Linked DNA regions of Sus scrofa: region 1 is linked to region 2. Evidence: chromatin contacts called from public HiChIP or PLAC-seq data. All regions are on one chromosome and are shown on one strand. The core of a region is the stretch at or near the end of the contact, and the rest is flanking DNA. Distances in the headings are between cores, read along the strand shown.

Region 1 (5,842 bases), core at 3,242-5,741, 83 kb before region 2:
ATACCCCAGCTTCAAGAGACGAGACCACTGCTTCTTCAGTGACTGAATGCTCTCAACAATTTATCATTTATTTTGCCCAGGTGGGGATGAAGAGGAGTTTAGGAAAGCACTCAAACCCTACCAAGAATAACTATGTGACTGCAAAATAGCTGAAGGGATTTATATCCCAATATGCTCAGGACATTTTAGGCTTTCCTAAAACATTTACATTGAGAACAAGAAAAAGTTAATCAAAATAGACCGTGCAATCCTGCTACCCTAAGGATTAAATCAAGTGTCATTTTCTGTGCCATTTCATGTATGAAACTAAACGGTACCAAATAAAATAAAGAGTATAGGTTAGGTTGGGTAGGAAAGTGTCCTACCTAAAATGTGCATGCCACTCCCTTTACAGGCAAAGGCAATTTTACAGAACACTAGGCAGACTGGATTGGATTCGTTGAAATGAAAGCTTTGTCTCTTAGCATGGGCCCTACCATCAATTCAAACATGTTCTCAGAATGGTTTGATGATGCACTTGGTTTTGGTTTATTTTTTTTTTTTCTTTTGAGGATTCAGTCTGCTTCTCATCTCTTAGCCATCTAATTTGTCCTTCGAAAACTTTTAAATATTGAAATAATCATGAATCTTTCTGTTCTGCAATGTAATTTCAATGCTTAGTCCTTGTGAACAAGGAACCTCATCCCTGAACTCGAGAAGAAATACAGAGATCATACTTATTCAAAATCTTCCATAGTTATGTAGAAAAGATCACCTTGTGTTTTGAATGTGTATTTTTTTTTCTCAAGGAACAGACTCTACACATTTGCATTAATAAATTTCTATTTTCAAGCTCAATAGAAATTGCAGTACAAAAAGCAGATGTGTACATTGGATTCTTTCAAATTAAATTTCCAAAAGCAGAGCCTATTCTAGCTCAAGATCAAAGGAACTAAAACATGATCTCCTCCCCCTTCCAATATAATTACAGAGATTTCATTTCTTTTGTTACAATGAGCACAACAGGTAAATCTCAAACCTGAAGGATAATGACCAGGTGCTACGGCTCAGCTTTGCTGGGTTGCTGAATAGCTCTGCTTGGAGCCCCTGCTGCTTAAACTACCATTCTACAGGAAGAGAGAAATGCCTCATGCTCTTCTCTACTTTATTCTTGGAGATCTGTTTCTTTTTCGACCTCAAGACCATACCGAAGGGTTGTCTGATAGACACCACCCATTTGACAGCAGGGCTGTTCCTAAGGAGGGCATGTCCATCCTAAAAGGCACATTCAGGAAAAAAAAAAATCATTCGTAGACATCTTTTATTGGTAGTCTAGCTAAAAACCCTTTTGGAAGTAGATGGGGTATAAATAATAAATAATGAGGAGTGACACTGTTAGAAATGTCATATCCTGGCAGCCCTGTGAAAGGACACGGCCCTGGGGAAAGAGAAGAAAGAGATGCAATCCGCAAAGTCATCCAAAACTGAGGTTCGAAAGAAAATCTGTTCCACTTTGGAATCATTAGCATGATCTATTTCTTTGGGGAATATAGGTAAAGAGAGTACAAAATTTAATGTCGAAACCCACAAAAACACATAACTTTGGGAAAGAACAGCCTCTAGGCTTAAACATCCTTGAGAGCAACTGCATTCTACATATGTATTTCTATCTCCCTTTTAAAATTCCTGGTACCTCATTTCATCCTTTGCTGCCCATAGGCATCTGTTCCCCTCTAATTATTTGCCATTTAGAAAAACTCTGCTTAAATTCCTTGTGCATCTGTCCCTTGCTTAGTGTATATTTGTGATGCTTAAATATGGTGTTTGATATTAGAGCAGCCTTGCATATAAGTACAAAAACTTTCCCATCCCAGAAAAATATTCCAGTATCCTCTTCCCCAAAGCATATATCCAAAGTAAATTCAACATTCCCAAAATTTTATAAAACAAGTACATACTCTTTATACATCCTGTGCACGTGCGTGTGTGTGCACGCACGCACACACACACACACACACACACACTCCACAAAGACTTGGCTGTTGGTAAACAAAGCTTCTAGTGTATCTTCCAACCAATGCCTTCACATTGCAAATACCATCAAAAATACACTTTCTAAAATAAAATCTTTTACTTTAAAATAGCTAAGGGTCTCCTAGCTCCTAAATTATTTTTTGCTAGTCTATGAAATGGACTATGACTATTTTGCATCAAAATATTCTTATTATAAGGATAACCCTCTTGAGAATATAGGGAAATGAACATGAAAAATCACATAAAGTTTGTTAAAATAAAAACTCCCATATCAAACAAATTTAATTCCTTCCTACATCTCTTCCACGCATCCTTCTTTCTCTTTGCCCCTTCCTTCATTCTTCCATCCTTCTTCTACCTCTTCCTCCCTTCACACTCCTTCCCTTAAGGAAGAGGTATTATCTGAGGGAAAAGCATTGCATTGGGAACAGGAAAATTTGACTTCTAAATTTAGTTTTGTCAATAGCTAGGTAGACTCTGTTTCCTTATCCTAATTGGAATCAATGATCCCTAGGCTAAGGAATAATTACTATTAATAACATTAGTAGTAGTAATAAAAGTAGTAATAGTAGTTTATTCTGTGCCAAACATTTTGCGGTACAGTGGGGTGATTAACGGCCTGGATTTGAATCCCAAATCCATTTCTAATGAATTAATGACCTTGGCAAGTTGCTGAATATCTTGGGGCCTCCATTTCCTTATCTCCCCCCAAAAAAACTAAAATAACATCTACGTCAAGTGGATGTTCTGAGGAACAAATACCTTAAATGTTAAGGGCACTCAGAATATGTATTTATTCTTTATCATGTCTCCACCATAAGTTTTATGCAGAAAGGCAATATCTTTTGTTCACCACTATATTCACATAGGCCCAAAATGTGTCTGCCACATGGTATACAGGTGGTAAATAAACTGCTCTTCAGTGAATGAATGGATGGGTGGATGGAGAGATGAAGAGACAAAGCAGCCTGCCTTGTTAGGGTAGAAACCATGATTCTGAGACTGAACTGTTAAATACTTACTAGGTGAAATTTATATGGTACTTTGCATGACCTCTGTTTTCAGGAAACTGATAATTCATTATGAGAATGAGGCTAAGTATAAACAATGATCATTATAAACCATAAAGAAAAAAAATCACATTAGAAATATAAAAGATGGCTACTCAGTCAGGTCAGGGGAAAAATAACTCAGTTCTACAGGAATGGGGGAGTAGAGTCTTCCGATGCCATGATTCCTCCAAGAAAACTCTCAGCAACAATCAACCATGGCCATTAAGTAATTAAAGCCAACAGACAATGTTCAGTTCTCATCTTCTTTGGCAATCTTCTGTCTTTCCAGACACTCGCACCCCCTCCTTCTTAAAAATATGAGTGAGATTATGTGTAACTGGATCACCATGCTGTACAATAGAAAAAAATAATAATGCATTGGAGAAATAAAAAAAATAAAAATAAAAATAAAAACATGAGTGACATGGCTTCCATGACAACACATTTCCTTTGGCTCCTACTTCTGGAGGTTCTTTCATTCTCAAGCTAAAGACTTGAAATGTTGACAATTCTTCAATTGTGAGGCCCTAGGTTTCCTTGTTACCTGAGACACCATATGCAGCCTTACATCATCAACTTGCGTCTATACGTTGAAGACTCCTTCAGTGGAAAACCTTTTGCTCAGACTTCTCTCATCTTTACACCCATAACCCCAACTGCCTACTAGGTATCTTCACTTGAATGGCATAAAAGTACCTCAAACTTAACACCAAACTTATGATCTTTCTTTCTTTTTTCTTTTTTTTAAAAACACCTAGACATTTACTAATGTTCCCTGGAGTTTTACAGAAATTGAAAAAGAAATGAAATTACATTTATTAAGAATCTCCTATTTCTAGGCCCTGTGCTAGATGCATATATCTCATTTAATCTTCATTACAATGCTCTGAGAAGATCTCATCATCGTCATTTTTAAGATGAGAACAGTAAGGCTCAGAGAAATTGCCTCCATTTCATCACAGACCATGGATTTCAAGCTACAAGGCTCGAAATTAAGAGGATGAATAATGTTTGGTGTCAAGAAACAATCTTGTTCCCTTGGCTTGAGCTTTATAACCTAGAAGATATTGTTACACCATGCGCCTCCTGATTCATACTGGAGAGTGATTTTGGTAAATCAATGAGAGCCCCATCGAGGGAAAGAAGGGGAAGTAGAGAGCAACATCTTAATCATCTAAAAACAGACAATCAAAAAGTAGAAAACTTACAGAAAAGAAATATTCATGGAGAAAAGTTACAAGTTAATTTAAAAAGAACTGTAAAAAATAAGGATATTAAACATATTCCATCAATGAAGGGGAATTTTAAAATCTGAAAATATATTCATAGCCAAAAAAAGGAAACAAGGACCACAAAAGGCCCACAGAAAGCACATAATGAAATGAATCTTGGTAGGGCTGCCCCAAATGAAACAAACCTCCTCGCACGGGGGGTTGAAGCTCTCTGACTCAAGCCCTGGCCACACACAATGTCAGCACCACCCATCTCACGCAGTCTTCCCCATTTCTTCCTTTGAAAGTCCCTGCAGAAGTTTCAAATCATTTTTGTAGAACATAAATGACTATACTTCAGATGCTGAGTTAGGACAAAACAGGGACCCTGTTTTAGTAATAGGTGACATGCTAGACCCTCACAGTTCTCTCATTTAAGAGGAGACTGCCATCTCTTCCATGATGATTCTTGAAAATCTCACTTATCTGACTGGTCAGCAGTAAATCTTCCTCAATCCTGATGACTCAGCCTCCACTCTCCAAATCTGCAGCTTCCCTTGTTTCTTTTCTCTCTTTTTTTTTTCTTTTCTTTCTTTCTTTTTTTTTTTTTTTTTAGGGCTATACCTGCAGCATATGGAAGTGCCCAGGCTAGGGGTAGAATCCCAGATGCGTCTTCAACTTATGCCACAGCTCACGGCAATGTCAGATCCTTAACCCACTGAGCGAGGCCAGGGATCGAACCTGCATCCTCATGGGTACCAGTCGGGTTCATAAACCACTGAGCCACAGTGGGAACTCTGTCCTCTGTTTCCTGACATGACTAACTGCAGTCTATTAAAGCTTGGATGGTTCAGCTGTTCACAGGCAGGTAACAGCTACCTGTCTCCTTGAAGCTGAAGATTCTGGCGATTGGAATTTCTCTCTCTACACATGGCTGGCTGGGGGGTTCCCAGACAGGGGAAATTAGACATGCTGACCTTGAATGTTACAAGCTATATTATTCACATCATATTAATATTAGACCACTCTTCTCCGCACATCCATTTTAGACATTTGACCTCTCCAGCTGTTAAGGAAAACTATTTTCCTGGCAGAGAGTAAAGTGGATCTCAACCCTATCTCTAGGAATCTCAGACAGATCCTGTTGCATTTCTGGCTCATTCAAATAAATAATGCCCAAATGATGGGTAGTTTGGCAGGGAAAGTACTGGAAAAGAGAGAGAGAGTTCGGGGTGTTTGACATGGTGGATGCTGAAGGAGGTGGGTTTCAAAAGGCAAAAAGAACGGGCTAGAGGAAAAAACAAGGAGTTTGAAGCTGTGCTACCTTAGATGGCAAACTACCTTTGAGACTAGGTAGTTTCAGGAAAGCTCTTCGAGTACACTTGATGGAGGTGCTGATTGGTAAACCTGTAGTGTGTCCGTCCCAATTTGAATGTGATCCCAAGAGACCTGACGTATGTGGTCTATGAACCACACTTTGACGATCACTGCCAGAGGACAGACTATCCATTGGTACATTTCTAAGCACAGGGAAAGGGAATCAGGAAAGAGAAAAGGTGAATGAAG
Region 2 (5,926 bases), core at 1,869-4,368:
GGGATGCTCATCGGAAGCAAAAGGAAGACCCTGTAAAGGTCAGAGAGGCCTCCTGACCAGAGGACCAGTGGCAATGAGATGAGGCAGGTGGAGGACTTTATCCCCAACATACACAATACATCCCCAAACCTTGTCCCATCCCCACCAACAAAATGCCTCTCGAACCCCTGATTATTTTACAGGTGCAATTGCAAACTCATTTAAGTGAAACTAAAAGCATCTTTAGAAAAATGTGCTCCTTCAAATTGATCTGTAACACAGTCAAGGTCAAGTGGGTAGGCTTACTAAGCAAGCATGTCTCTGAGCCATCGTTCACACACACACACACACACACACACACACACTCCCTGGCTCTCTTCTCATGAGACTCCCATTCCTGCCAGTTATAGCATTCCACTACCACCGCTTCTGAGGATGATTTCTGAATGTCAATATTTTGCTGGATTTTCAAATGTAATTATTATTTCCAATGATAACTGTGAAACTGACCCATTATATGTTTCCTCTCTAAAACCGATCATGCTAAGAGCTTGAAAATACTTGTTGATCAGTTACTATGAGCTAAAACACTGTTCTAAATGCTTCAGATGTATTAACTAATTTCATTCTCATAACCTGATGAAGTAGGTACTTATATTATCCTCATTTTACAGAGAAATTACATAATTGTATTGCTCCATGTTCCAGGAAGTAAGTAAAAGACCTGAGATTTAAAGCTAGAGTCCATACTGGAAAGCCCACCCTTCCCAGCTTGCACTTACTTGCTCTTTCATTTTAAAATACCAGAAATCTGTACAGTCAACACTGTTGCTGTGCATACTCTTTTATACCTTGGAACACTTAATAACAAACTGCAAATAACAAAACTGCAATGCATGATAGGTGCAACAAAAATCTTCATTTCATAACCTCTATAAGAAATGTGCTTACTCTTGAAAAATGATGTGCTGAGTTTTAAAAAAATCCAAATAAATCTGAATTGCATTTTGATTAACTGTTAAAACAGATGATCTGAAATAAAAGAGTAAATATTCTCTTGAAAATTGTAGGAAGACTCTGTATGTTATTAAATCATTATTTTTTTAAACAGGAAAACTACTCTATTTCTGAAGTTTGCTAACTTGCTGACCTTGAATATTCCACACCAAAATAAAAATATACATCTATATGTGTTCTAATTTCTATAAGTACTCAAGTTGTATGTCAACTTACTATTCCCATGTATTATGGATTTCCTAAAGCAATATTACACCTATGGCAGATTTTAAATCCTATTCATGCAGGACTAACACATCCAAAGCCTTGATATTATCTAAATTATTCTCTGCTCAAATTCAAGTTACCTAAAAGCAAGCAGTTGCAGCAACAAAAAACATACAGGTGTTACAGACACATGTATACATGTGTCCAAGCACACACACCCTATCACCACCACCATCGCCACCACAAATACTCAGCTCAAATGCTGGTTCTACTACCTATTTTTTTAGCCTTAATCCACTGTGTAGAAAACTACTCAGAAAATATTTGACACCCCCTGCCAATAGAGTATGTAAAAGAGGCCATCAGTCAGAATTTACCAAAGTAAGTTCTCCTAGAAAACTGGAGAGCTAAGGGAATGACCACCTCTAACAAATAGTTTACAGGCAACTCAGACCATCAGGGACAGAACCTCCAGTGGCCTAATGTGACATCCAGAAATGACTGCCCCCAAATCCTCAGCCCCTTTGCACTAGAACAATCGCGGCTTATCTCTCAATGAACATCATTTCTCAAAATCCTGCCTCAGAAGCACCTGGAGAACCTTCAACATCATCCAAACCTGCCTCCCATGGGAATTCCTTTAAACCAGACATTCCTGGGAGTCAGAGCCAAAAATAAAAGGAAAAGAGGGTGAAAAAAAAATCATGGGAAGTTAAAATGTTAGGACTCCCGCCAGGGAAATTCCTTTGGTGATCAGTCCCTATCTTCACCCTGAAACATACCTTTGAAGGGCTGAAATAACAGTTCTCTTTGGAATTTTTCAGACATTAAAATGACTGGGGAAAAAAAAATTATCGAAAGCAATCATCCTAAGGAATAAATAAAAGAAATGAAAGCAAAACCAGATTTTAACCAACATTAGCCTTCCACTTTCTCACACCATTTTTCCCTTTCATGTGTGTCTCCTTTAAATGTCTTCTAAACAAAAAGCCAAGTGTGGTGTCACTCAGTGAATAAGAGTGACAGTTACCACATCTTCTGACTCAGAATTAAGGGGACAAATTCATAACCTAAAACTCCAGAGATAGCCTTCCGCTTGCCCCTCAGACTGAGTCACAGCAGAAAACCAAAGATTTCCATTCCCGTACTTCTCTGTCTAGAGAGATTTATGACACTCAGCATTTTGATAAATACAAGAAAAAGAGCGAAAACAAGCAGAAATGTTTATAATATTTCCCATTTCAGTGTACAACTTGACAGAAATTTTTTAAATATTTCAAAGCATCATAAGAATTCATTACTCTAAACCAGGCATTTCCAACTGAAAGTCTTATGATCTCAGACATAAAGGTCCAGTGATTCAACTTATAAGCAGAGGACTCAGACATTGAGAGATCAAACATTTTAATCGAAAAGCAGGCTTTTGAAACCCAGGTTCTGTAAATATTTATCTCCTTTTTCCTCTTCCATAGGAAAAGGAAGTAATAAATTCCCCCAATATATCAGGTGATTAAGACTCTGAAACACAACGTGCAAACTCTGAAATACAACGTGAACTGAGATCTCCACGTAAAAGGTCCATCTTTTAAGGAGACGTCTCTGTTCCTCTTCTTTGCTTAGTGGAAACAGAACATGAGTTAATGATGACGGCAGATTTTCATTTATTTGTAAACATCAGTCAATAGATGGGGAAATGATATTGGCTCTGTGTTTATAAGCCACAGTAGAAAATTGAACAATAGCAGACCTTTACTGAAACAAAAATAAAATATGAGTCAACAAGATCCTTGCCAAACAGAGGTCTCAGGACAGCCTTGTTCAGTCTTCTGGGAATCCCACTCCAATAAGCACAATAAAAGCAGGACGTGCCTCATTTCCTTCAACCCCTCAACATGCCTCTCTTGGAGATGTTTGTAAATTTCCTTCCTCTACGCATCTAGCTGGCAAACTGTCGTCATTTCTTTGGGGTAATAATATCCTGTTGATGTCTGGGTAGATCTGTTTTGAGTGTTTCCTCTACACCGCACATATACTTTTAATATTCTTTTTCAACACAACGCCAGTAAATTATTTTTCAACGTATTTGAACATAGTTCAGCGAGGTATGATTTGATTAGATGGAACGAATGGCATGAGATTCTAATAAAATGCTGGTTTTACTTGTGGATTTACAACCTAGATTTAGATAATAAAGTAACTCCAACAGGAAAGAAAGAGGCATTTTCTGCTTTTTTTCTGAAATTGAAAATATTTACCTATGCTGCTTTATTAATATAAATATTTTCATTCAATCCCTATGCTGGAGTTTGGAAATTTCACACAGCAAAAGAGCAGCCTTACCACTAAAACACTCACTTGTGAAAATGGCAACTTTTATTTTACTTCATATAAAAATTGCACTAAGCACTTTAAAAAGAGAGTTTTAAAATGTATTCCAGAATGAAGGTTAAATACACTATAAATTCAGTCAAATACAATGAGTGATTTAAAACTTTGGCCTAAATAAAATATTTTTTAAAACAAAAATGTATTTATACCTGAGAGTCTATTTCTTAGACAAAGAAGTTTTACCTAAAGCTAAATAATTCCAGGCAGAATTACACTTCTCAATAAAGTTATATGATATAAAGGGAGAAAATTATACAGAATGACAGCTTTGAAAAATAATACTCAAAAAGTAAAATAAGACTAACTCTCAACTAATGTAATTTGCACTTAGGCAGACATTTTGGTTACAAAGACAGCAAAAGCTGATTTGTGAAAAACTAAAAATAATTGATTATCACTACAAAGCATTAGATTTGGAGCTAAATTAATTGACATGTAGCATTCACTGCAATTCCAGATAACACCTTATTTAACACATGAAATAATAAGAATCATGATCCTGAAAAATGTCCAATGTCATTAATAATCCAGAAAATACCTACTTTAAAACAAAAACAATCAGATACCAGATTTTTCAATACCAACTTAATAAGATAAAAATAATGCAAAGTGGCACAGCCTTCCTAGACAGCAATTTGACAAGATATGTAAAGAGCCTTTCACCTAATAATTCCCTAGGAAACTATCCTAATATCTTTGTAAATGAAGACAAGTATTTAAAGACAAGGCTGTTCCAAACAGTGGTCAACAGGAAACTGTTTAAATAAATTTTGGAAGAACCTATGATGGGATATGATGCTGCCTTTAAAAGATCATGTTTTTGAAAATGTCTAAGAACATTGGAAAAATGCTCATGATAAAATGTTAAAAAGTAATATACACATTTCATATTAAGTTTTTAAAAACAAAAATTAGAATCTTCAGTCTTCAAAATATTAATATTGGATATCTCCACAAAGAAGATATATTATATTTAGTCAGAAAAAACTGAATAAAGTTTATATATAGTTCCTAATTTCAAGTTTCTCATAATCTATTATTCAAATTAATTAAATTCAAGTATGGGTGGGGAGTGTGATGTATAATGGATTCAAAAATGACAGAATGTTCATAATTATCAAAGCTGTATAATAATGGATATATGGCAGTTTATTATACTATTCTCTTTATAACTGTTTGAAATTTCTGCAAATAACTTCCAAATAAGAATTTTAACAATAATTAAAAGGCATGGAAAATATAATAAGTGTCCTAAGAGTTAGACAAATAATATAAAATTCAGAGATGAGAAAAAATCATGTCTGGAGGAGGTATTGGCAAATCTTTGAATAACTAATAAGATTTCAATAGGCGAATTAGGTACTTGCAGGTAGGAATGAGTATGATGAGCGAAGTTATAGTGGGGAAAGGCAACTGGCCTTGAGCATTAGGCCAGTAAGTAACTAGTAACAAACCTGTGAAATCTAAGTGCTGCTCTCAAATTAGATCAAATTCCCTAATAGAAGATAGGGAGGCACCAACTTTTGGATTCCAACTAGTTGCAAGTCCCCTAATGAGTCAGTATTCTGCATATACAAATGTTCACCTGGCATGAAGAGGATAAAAAAGCATCATTGACTATTGCAGACTTCTGGGCCCACCCTTGCTCACTGAAGTAAAACTATCCCTTTTACTGGTGGATGATTCCTGGGTAATTCCCATGGGTTCTTTATTCTCAGTGGACAAAACCTCTCTGAGATCGAGGCAGGATGAAGGACAGAAGACAAAGAGCTCATTTTTTTAAATACTGTACTCATTCCTTATCCTTCCCAGCCTTCAGCCTTTTTTTTTTTTTTTTACATCAATAGCCCATCTCCATATAAATGTCCGATTTTGCAACACTTTAGGTACCACAATGTCTGTGTGAATGAGTCAGAATACGCATTACCAAATAGTGAAAGAGTCTAGTTTCCCAACCAATATTTATTTTTGAAAAAAAAATTGTAAATGCACGTGGCTTCTTATAATTTTTTTCCATAAATACTTAACTCCTCTCAAAGCTACCATTTAGACTACAAATGCATCCTTCAGTTTGTTAAAGAAAATCTGCATGACTTCCAACGATAAATTTGGAAAATGCAATAAGCTTTAACGGCCGTGAGATATGATTCTGCTTTCTTCTCTTTTTAAAAAAAGCTACTTATTCTTGAAGTAACTAAAATTTCAAAACACAAATATTTAAAAAAAATTTTTTAAACAGATCCACACATTTGGTAATTCTTTCTCTTATTTATATAACATTCTCAAAAATCTTTTTGTTGTCTTTAAAAATATGTATGTGTGAAAGTTTGAGGCC

Evidence for each region. HiChIP or PLAC-seq counts read pairs in DNA pulled down with a chosen protein or histone mark.
Region 1: an H3K27ac HiChIP or PLAC-seq map of alveolar macrophages shows a contact between it and region 2. The contact joins two enhancer-like sites. A contact is called at or near these places in 11 of 47 Hi-C or Micro-C datasets (embryonic fibroblasts, fetal heart ventricle, heart right ventricle and 6 more) and 2 of 2 datasets of contacts at active chromatin or transcription factors (alveolar macrophages and skeletal muscle).

Annotation. Positions count from the first base shown.
Region 1 is chr1:104,917,955-104,923,796 of Sscrofa11.1, forward strand. The region is part of intron 5 of TCF4 (transcription factor 4); the gene reads right to left. Among named protein-coding and RNA genes, the nearest start is that of TCF4, 160 kb to the right of the region's middle. Within about 2 kb of position 4,492, at least 4 of the 83 cell types and tissues checked have an H3K27ac peak or open chromatin away from gene starts, as enhancers often do. A contact at or near this core is called in alveolar macrophages and retroperitoneal adipose tissue, where this site is marked.
Region 2 is chr1:105,002,308-105,008,233 of Sscrofa11.1, forward strand. The region is part of intron 3 of TCF4 (transcription factor 4); the gene reads right to left. Among named protein-coding and RNA genes, the nearest start is that of TCF4, 75 kb to the right of the region's middle. Within about 2 kb of position 3,119, at least 28 of the 83 cell types and tissues checked have an H3K27ac peak or open chromatin away from gene starts, as enhancers often do. A contact at or near this core is called in alveolar macrophages and retroperitoneal adipose tissue, where this site is marked.